2 separate regions of the Mus musculus genome follow, and region 1 is linked to region 2. A link is a contact called in public Hi-C data. All regions are on one chromosome and are shown on one strand. Each heading gives the region's core, a stretch centred on a gene start, on an enhancer-like site or on the middle of the called end of the contact. The rest is flanking DNA. Distances are from core to core; before and after follow the strand shown.

The links. A called contact is a pair of places that touch in the nucleus more often than the background predicts.
Region 1: a Hi-C map of the N1E-115 cell line shows a contact between it and region 2, with 4 times the contacts expected there. The contact joins two enhancer-like sites. A contact is called at or near these places in 1 of 484 Hi-C or Micro-C datasets (the N1E-115 cell line) and 1 of 115 datasets of contacts at active chromatin or transcription factors (astrocytes).

Annotation. Positions count from the first base shown.
Region 1 is chr16:97,098,887-97,102,179 of GRCm38.p6, reverse strand. All of the region lies in intron 1 of Dscam (DS cell adhesion molecule), which reads left to right. Among named protein-coding and RNA genes, the nearest start is that of Dscam, 70 kb to the left of the region's middle. Within about 2 kb of position 1,974, at least 11 of the 459 cell types and tissues checked have an H3K27ac peak or open chromatin away from gene starts, as enhancers often do. A contact at or near this core is called in the N1E-115 cell line, where this site is marked.
Region 2 is chr16:96,682,953-96,686,240 of GRCm38.p6, reverse strand. It overlaps Dscam (DS cell adhesion molecule), which reads left to right. Exons shown (of 33, transcript NM_031174.4): 17 at 786-1,026; 18 at 2,375-2,521. Among named protein-coding and RNA genes, the nearest start is that of Gm32509, 34 kb to the left of the region's middle. Within about 2 kb of position 1,425, at least 3 of the 459 cell types and tissues checked have an H3K27ac peak or open chromatin away from gene starts, as enhancers often do. A contact at or near this core is called in the N1E-115 cell line, where this site is marked.

The sequences.
Region 1 (3,293 bases), core at 725-3,224, 420 kb before region 2:
AGGTAATCTGTGAGCTGCTCATCAGACTCCCACGTTTTGTAAGAACCATCTATGTGACTCATCTTCTTTTATATAATACCCAGCTCAGAACATCAAGCCATTATGAAGACCTCATGAAGAACAGATTATCAAAGACTGAGAACGACATTCTTTGATCTGGAGTGTTCCTGTAGGGTGAGAAAGATTAACGACAGTGGAAGGATGGTGGGAAGCCTCCAAGGTCAAGGCTTATATGTGCTAATTTGAACAGATTCCCAGCACCCATTATAGGAGGCTCTAAATTTTTGGTCTCCAAACAAACTCATTCGGACATCAAAAGAGGTCTTTAACTGCTCATTAACACTACAGTCTGGGACACTTGATGCACTTCCCTGTTGAGTGAACTGCAGGCTCCTATCCTTCCATTTGCCTTCCTTTCCAGAGTAAGGTGGCATTCCTTTCTTCATTCCCAGGCTCTTTTGTCTAAGGCTCTCCACAGTCTAGGGTTTAGCTTGAGTTCCCAATAACTAATTGCTTTTGGTTCAAACTTGCTGATTCCAGTTGACATGCTCCCTGGCAGCTGCTCTGGTCTAGAAACCACTCTACCCTGGGTGACCCAGTACACAGAGTTCCTGTAGATGGGGCCCCAAGGATATTAGGGAAACCTTCAGATAGTCACTCACTCTCAGGAACATCAGGATAGGCTTGGTGTCTTATTGAGAATAAGCTCAGGCAAGATTATTTGTTACACTCAGACACCAGCCAGGACCACTCTTGACCTCATCAGGTATGCCCTGCAGGGCTCACTGGAAGCAAGACTAAGGGTTGCCATTAGCAGAAGGGATGAAATAGCCATTGGAAGCATTGTGTGGGATGAGTGTAAAAGACTCCTTGGGAGTTTGTAGAATGTGAGGCAAGAGTGTCACGGTGTTGTTTTTAAACTGATCACACTGCAGCCTCATGGCTTAGAGATAGGGAATAATCTGTGATGTGGTGTGAGGTTAGATGACTGTATGTCCTTTAGTTATGCCCTGGCCTGTGCTGTGTTATAAATTCAGATGTTTTCCTAAAATATGTTCAATAGCACAATGTTCTTTCTTCTAACTAAGTGGTTTATTTACTATGGTATATAATATGTGTGTATGAGTGTGAATATACACAAGTCATGGCACATGCATGGATATCAGAAAACAACTTCATATAGTTTCTTTTCATCTACCTTTACGTGGATTCAGGGGGCAGACTCAGGATGTCAGGCTGGAGCAGCAAGCACCTTTGCTTGCTGAGTCATTTTGTAGGCCCTCAAAATGTTTGATAAGTACATAGTTTTCCAATTCATCAAAATAGTCTGCTTGATTTTTTTTTGGCCCTTTAATTCATCCCTTAGTGAACACACAGGTGCACATGCAGACATATACACATATATACACAGGTGCATGTGTACGCACAGGTACATGTACATATATAGGCACACACATATGGACATGTGTACACAAACACACACACACACACACACACACACACACACACACACACACACACACACACATACACACTGGCGAGATGAGCCAAGTACCAATTAGCAAATCACTGGCGTTCTGACCTGAATGTCACAGAAGACATCATGAGCAGTGCCGTCAATTCATATTGTCAATTAGCTGTGATGCCCAGAACCAGACATTAGCAAAGCTGCAATTAATATTGGGAACATCACTTCAACCTGCCATTCAATCAGGAACAGCTTCGAGATGCTCGTTCTAGCACACTTTGTTCTCAGTGGCAGTCATGCTGATGATATTTAAAGGAATGTTTAATTGAGCAGATCTGGCACCTTGACCCTCATCCCTAGCCACACTGGGCAGGGCCTCACAGGAATCTGGGACTGCAGAGGTCAGCCATGCACAGCCAGAAAGAAAGGTGCAGAGCCACAGAGCATCTTCCTTAGAGCAGTGGCAGCTGAGCAGGACATGGCTGCTTAGTATTTGGCAACAGAATGACAGCTGGGAGTCCTCAGTGTCATGGTTCAGTGCTCATGTGCTCATGTGACCAGCCCATCCTGGGGCCCTTGACTTCAGTTTGTGAGACTCAGACCCCAGTCTGTGATTATCTACACATAAGTAAAGAGAGGGATACTGCCTTCCTCAGTAGAAAATTAAGATTTTTATCTCTGTATCGTCTGCAGCCACCCCTCCCCCATGCCTCTAGTGTGTTGTCTTTGTGTGATCCAGTGCTCTGCTCACCTGTGCTGTCCATGGGCTCATGTCTCTTCCTTCCTTCCTTCCTTCCTTCCTCCCTTCCTTTCTTCTTTATTGGTTAACATTTCAAATGTTGTTCTCCTTTCCAGATTCTCCTCTGCAAGCTCCCTGTTCCCTTCCTCTTCCACTGCCTCTATGAGGGTGCTCCCCCAAATTCTCACCTCACCACCCTAGCATCCACCTACACTGGGGCAACAAGCCTCCACAGAATCAAAGACCTCCCCTCCCATTGATGCCAGATAAGGCAATCCTCTGCTACATCTGTGGCTGGAACCATGGGGTCCCTCCATGTATATTCTTTGGTTGGTGATTTAGTCTCTGGGAGCTCTGGCAGGGGTTGGGGGGGTCCAGTTAGTTGATATTGTTGTTCTTCCTATGGGGTTGCAATCCCTTTCAGCTACAGGCACACTTTTCTATTGCTAACAAACAGCCTTCCTATTACAGCATGGAGTGGTCAGGGCTATCTGCTGTTGCTGCCTGGTAATTTTACAAAGTAATAGATAGTGATCATATTACATATACATATATGTGTTTTATATGCATATGTTTTGTATATATGTTATGTGTGTGTATAACTGAACTGGTCAGGAAGTAAAAAAGGAGGTGGTAGAGACATAGTGGGAACTTGAGGGGGAGATTGTGGGATAGAAATGATGTGAATACAGCACTCATGTATGAAATTCTCAAAAAATAAAATAAAATAAAAATCATAAAAAGACCTTGGAAAATTTCTCTGCCTGGGAATTAGAGGACTGTGCTGTTCTGGCTTGGTGCCTACCCACAAACAATCAATTGTTTGCAGTAAAAATATCATAGGAGGAAATGAATTTGAAATGACCTATTTTATCACGAGCCAACCTTGTGTTTTTATTCAGCATCCTAGCTGCTCCCAGCATTCTAGTTTCATGTCACCTTCTGTTAGGTTTGCGAAGGCCATCCCTCAACGACTCTGTCAGCATTGTGTTCTCTGGCATCTCTAAGCTTCATGTCAAAAGCACACGGTCAGAGGCCGTGTTTTGTATTTCTATATGTAGGGGCCACAGGGAGAATTTCAACTCA
Region 2 (3,288 bases), core at 176-2,675:
AACAGTTAGATATAAGGGATAAATGATAGATATAGTAGGTAGATAGATGATAGATAGATAGATAGATAGATAGATAGATAGATATGGGTGATGATGATAGACAGACAGACAGACAGACAGACAGTAGGTGGGTATTAGACAGCCAGCTGATGAGCAGCAAGGACTGCCTCATAGTGAGATCCCTGGCCAAGACTCCAAACGACTGTTTTCCCATCAGTGAGTCCAATTAACCATAGCAGACTGACCTAGGGACTTGGAGCACAGATTATATAGTGTCAGATTTATTCTTCTGCCACTTAAATGTGGCTGACATCCTGCAAATACAGAGGTTCACAGTGGAAGCATTGCAGAGGGTGAGGAGGTCAGGCTGGGGAAGAAACACGCTGAAGTTGCCCTGCCTGTGACTTCGCTGTGCATAGTTTCTATTATCCCTGTAAACCACATCCTGACACTATTAAGTAGAAAATTACAGAAATAAGCAATCTGTAAGTGTAAACGACCTTTATGACAACATATTGACCCAATTCTATTATATGTCTATTATTGGTTACAGTTGTTAATTTCCAACAGTGACTATCATGGGCTTACAGGGATCAACATAAAAGAGAAGCAGGTTAGGGCTAGGTGCCCGCCTAGGTTTCAGCCATGGGAGAGATGTGCAGAAGTTACAGCTTCTGTCCTCGCCCCTATTATTATTATCTGGCTTTATCTTTTTCCTAAGTTGCTTTGCGCGTTATGATCCTCCCACATCCGATTTCCTGAGTGTCTTCTTCTCTCCTGTTTAGGCTCCCAAGAAACACTTACAAAACGGGATCATTCGCGGCTACCAAATAGGCTACCGGGAGTACAGCACGGGGGGTAACTTCCAGTTCAACATCATCAGTATCGACACCACCGGGGACAGCGAAGTGTACACCCTGGACAACCTGAATAAGTTCACGCAGTATGGCCTGGTAGTACAGGCTTGCAACCGGGCCGGCACAGGACCTTCTTCTCAGGAGATCATTACCACCACTCTGGAGGATGGTAGGTCTGGGCACCCGCAGTCTGTGGTAGTCTTGCTCTCTGTGGCCTACAGCCCAGCTCCCTGTTGCTTGACCCAAATATCTAACCTGCCACATCACTTTACTCCTGCCCTGGATGGATATGCACCCAAAAGCCGAAACGCATTCCTGAATCTTCTTCCGCTTTGCTTCTTGAACGCAAGAGTGGGGCTTTGACCTTGTAAAGCCAACATTGTCCCCATCTAGAGAGCAGAAATCCAAGTCTTTCCCTAAAATTAGTACCAAGAACTTTTAGAATTTTTCTGTATATTATTGTGAATTTTATTATTACCTCTCCCCGCTGATTGCTTTATGTCCCCAAGCATTCTGTGGCCAGGAAAAAAACCAAAACAAAACAAAACTCGAGAGATCCCAGGCTCTCTGGAGCAGATCCCATAGTGATGATGCGCCCCCTAGTGACAAGGATGAATTTGTGAGTGCTTCCTTAAGACAGAGAAAGCCCAAAAGTGCTTGATGACAGAGAACCCTCCAGTCCAAAAGGTTCTGCGCTTGGTAGAGTTAAGTCAGCACACTGCCATTTAAATGACTCCTGGCAAAATGTGTCATTTGATCACAGACCAGAAAAAGGCTTAAATAACTAGAACCTGCAAGACCTGAATGTTCCATCTCCACACTCAGCAGGAGTGGTTATCTCTGTATCCATTGGTGCTTTGATGACTTAGTTTCAGCTAATAATTGGCCCCTCTCCTCTCTCCAACATTTAACGTTGCCCTACAGTCAGTACCTAAAATAGCATATAATCTGGGAGTACTGGTGGGCACCATCAATCTAAGCAACTAAGAGGCAAAGGCAGGGTCTCTGAATTTGAGACTAGCCTGGTCTACAGAGAAAGTTCCAGGCCAGCCAGGGCTTCATAGTGAGACCCTATCAGTCAGTGAATAAATAGGATATATATATATGTATATATACATATATATATATACATATATATATGTGTGTGTGTGTGTGTGTATATACATACATATATATATGATAATATATTAGCACATATTAATTTCATTGTCTCTCTTGCCTCTAATAAAACAGAATGTTCTTAAAAGGGGGGCTTCAGAGATAAGGTAGGGAAGCCCTGTGGTTATATTTCTTCTCTCCCACATTTTCCAACAGCCTTCTAATCCATAGCCTCAAGACACTTAAATGAGCTGCAATATTCCCATGGGGATTGCACCGATTATTATTTTTTCCTTCTTTCGTGAGACTGAGTACACATTTCACTTAGTGTGCTAGAAGAGTAAGTTAGCTGTGTATCCACTATTGCTTCAACAACACCACCCGCACAGCTATAACAGGTTGTAATTGTTTCATTTCAGTACCCAGCTACCCTCCTGAAAATGTCCAAGCCATAGCAACCTCACCAGAAAGCATATCAATCTCCTGGTCCACACTGTCCAAGGAGGCCTTGAATGGGATTCTCCAGGGGTTCAGGGTCATCTACTGGGCCAACCTCATAGACGGAGGTAAGAGGGTACAGTTGGGGGTGGTGAGCATGGTCCCATGGAAGCACAGCCTGTAGAACCCCTCCTTAGAGTGAAATTGGGTTAAAGAGGGACATCAGGGACATCTTTGAACACTACCTTCTTTCTTCACACACACCTGATGCTTGAGCCTGTGTATGCACATGCCTTTTAACGAACAGCTTGAGGCAGACTAGAGAGTGGTAGTTGGGAATCAGGCATGATTGTATTTTCTAAATTATGAGTGTCTATGTCAAAACTTCAGGAAGCTTCAATAATTAATCTCAATCTAGAACAGCGTTTCTCAACCTGTGGGTCGTGACCCCCTTGGGGGTGGTCATATATCAGATATCCTGAATATCAGATATTTGCATTATAATTTATAATAGTAGCTAGGAAAATTGCAGCTATAAAGTGGCAACTAAATAATCTTATGGTTGGGGGGTTGCCATAACATGAGGCTATATGCATAGTATTACAGGGTCGCAGCATGAGGGAGGTTGAGAACCACTCATCTGGAATGTTCTATATAACATGTACCCTTAAACATTGCCCCTTTATGCCCTGATTGGATCCCAGCAAAGGAACATTACACATCTATAGTAGAAGTGTGTGAGGGCTCCAGAAATAATCCCAGGACACCTTAAGGGGCGTGTCACTGTCCCCATGAGGAACCACTAAATCCAGTCCCAGGTTTAGACAGTGCACACATCTTCCCCAGCTCTCCATTCCTAACATGTTTCTATGCCTTGGCCCCTGTAGCCACCATG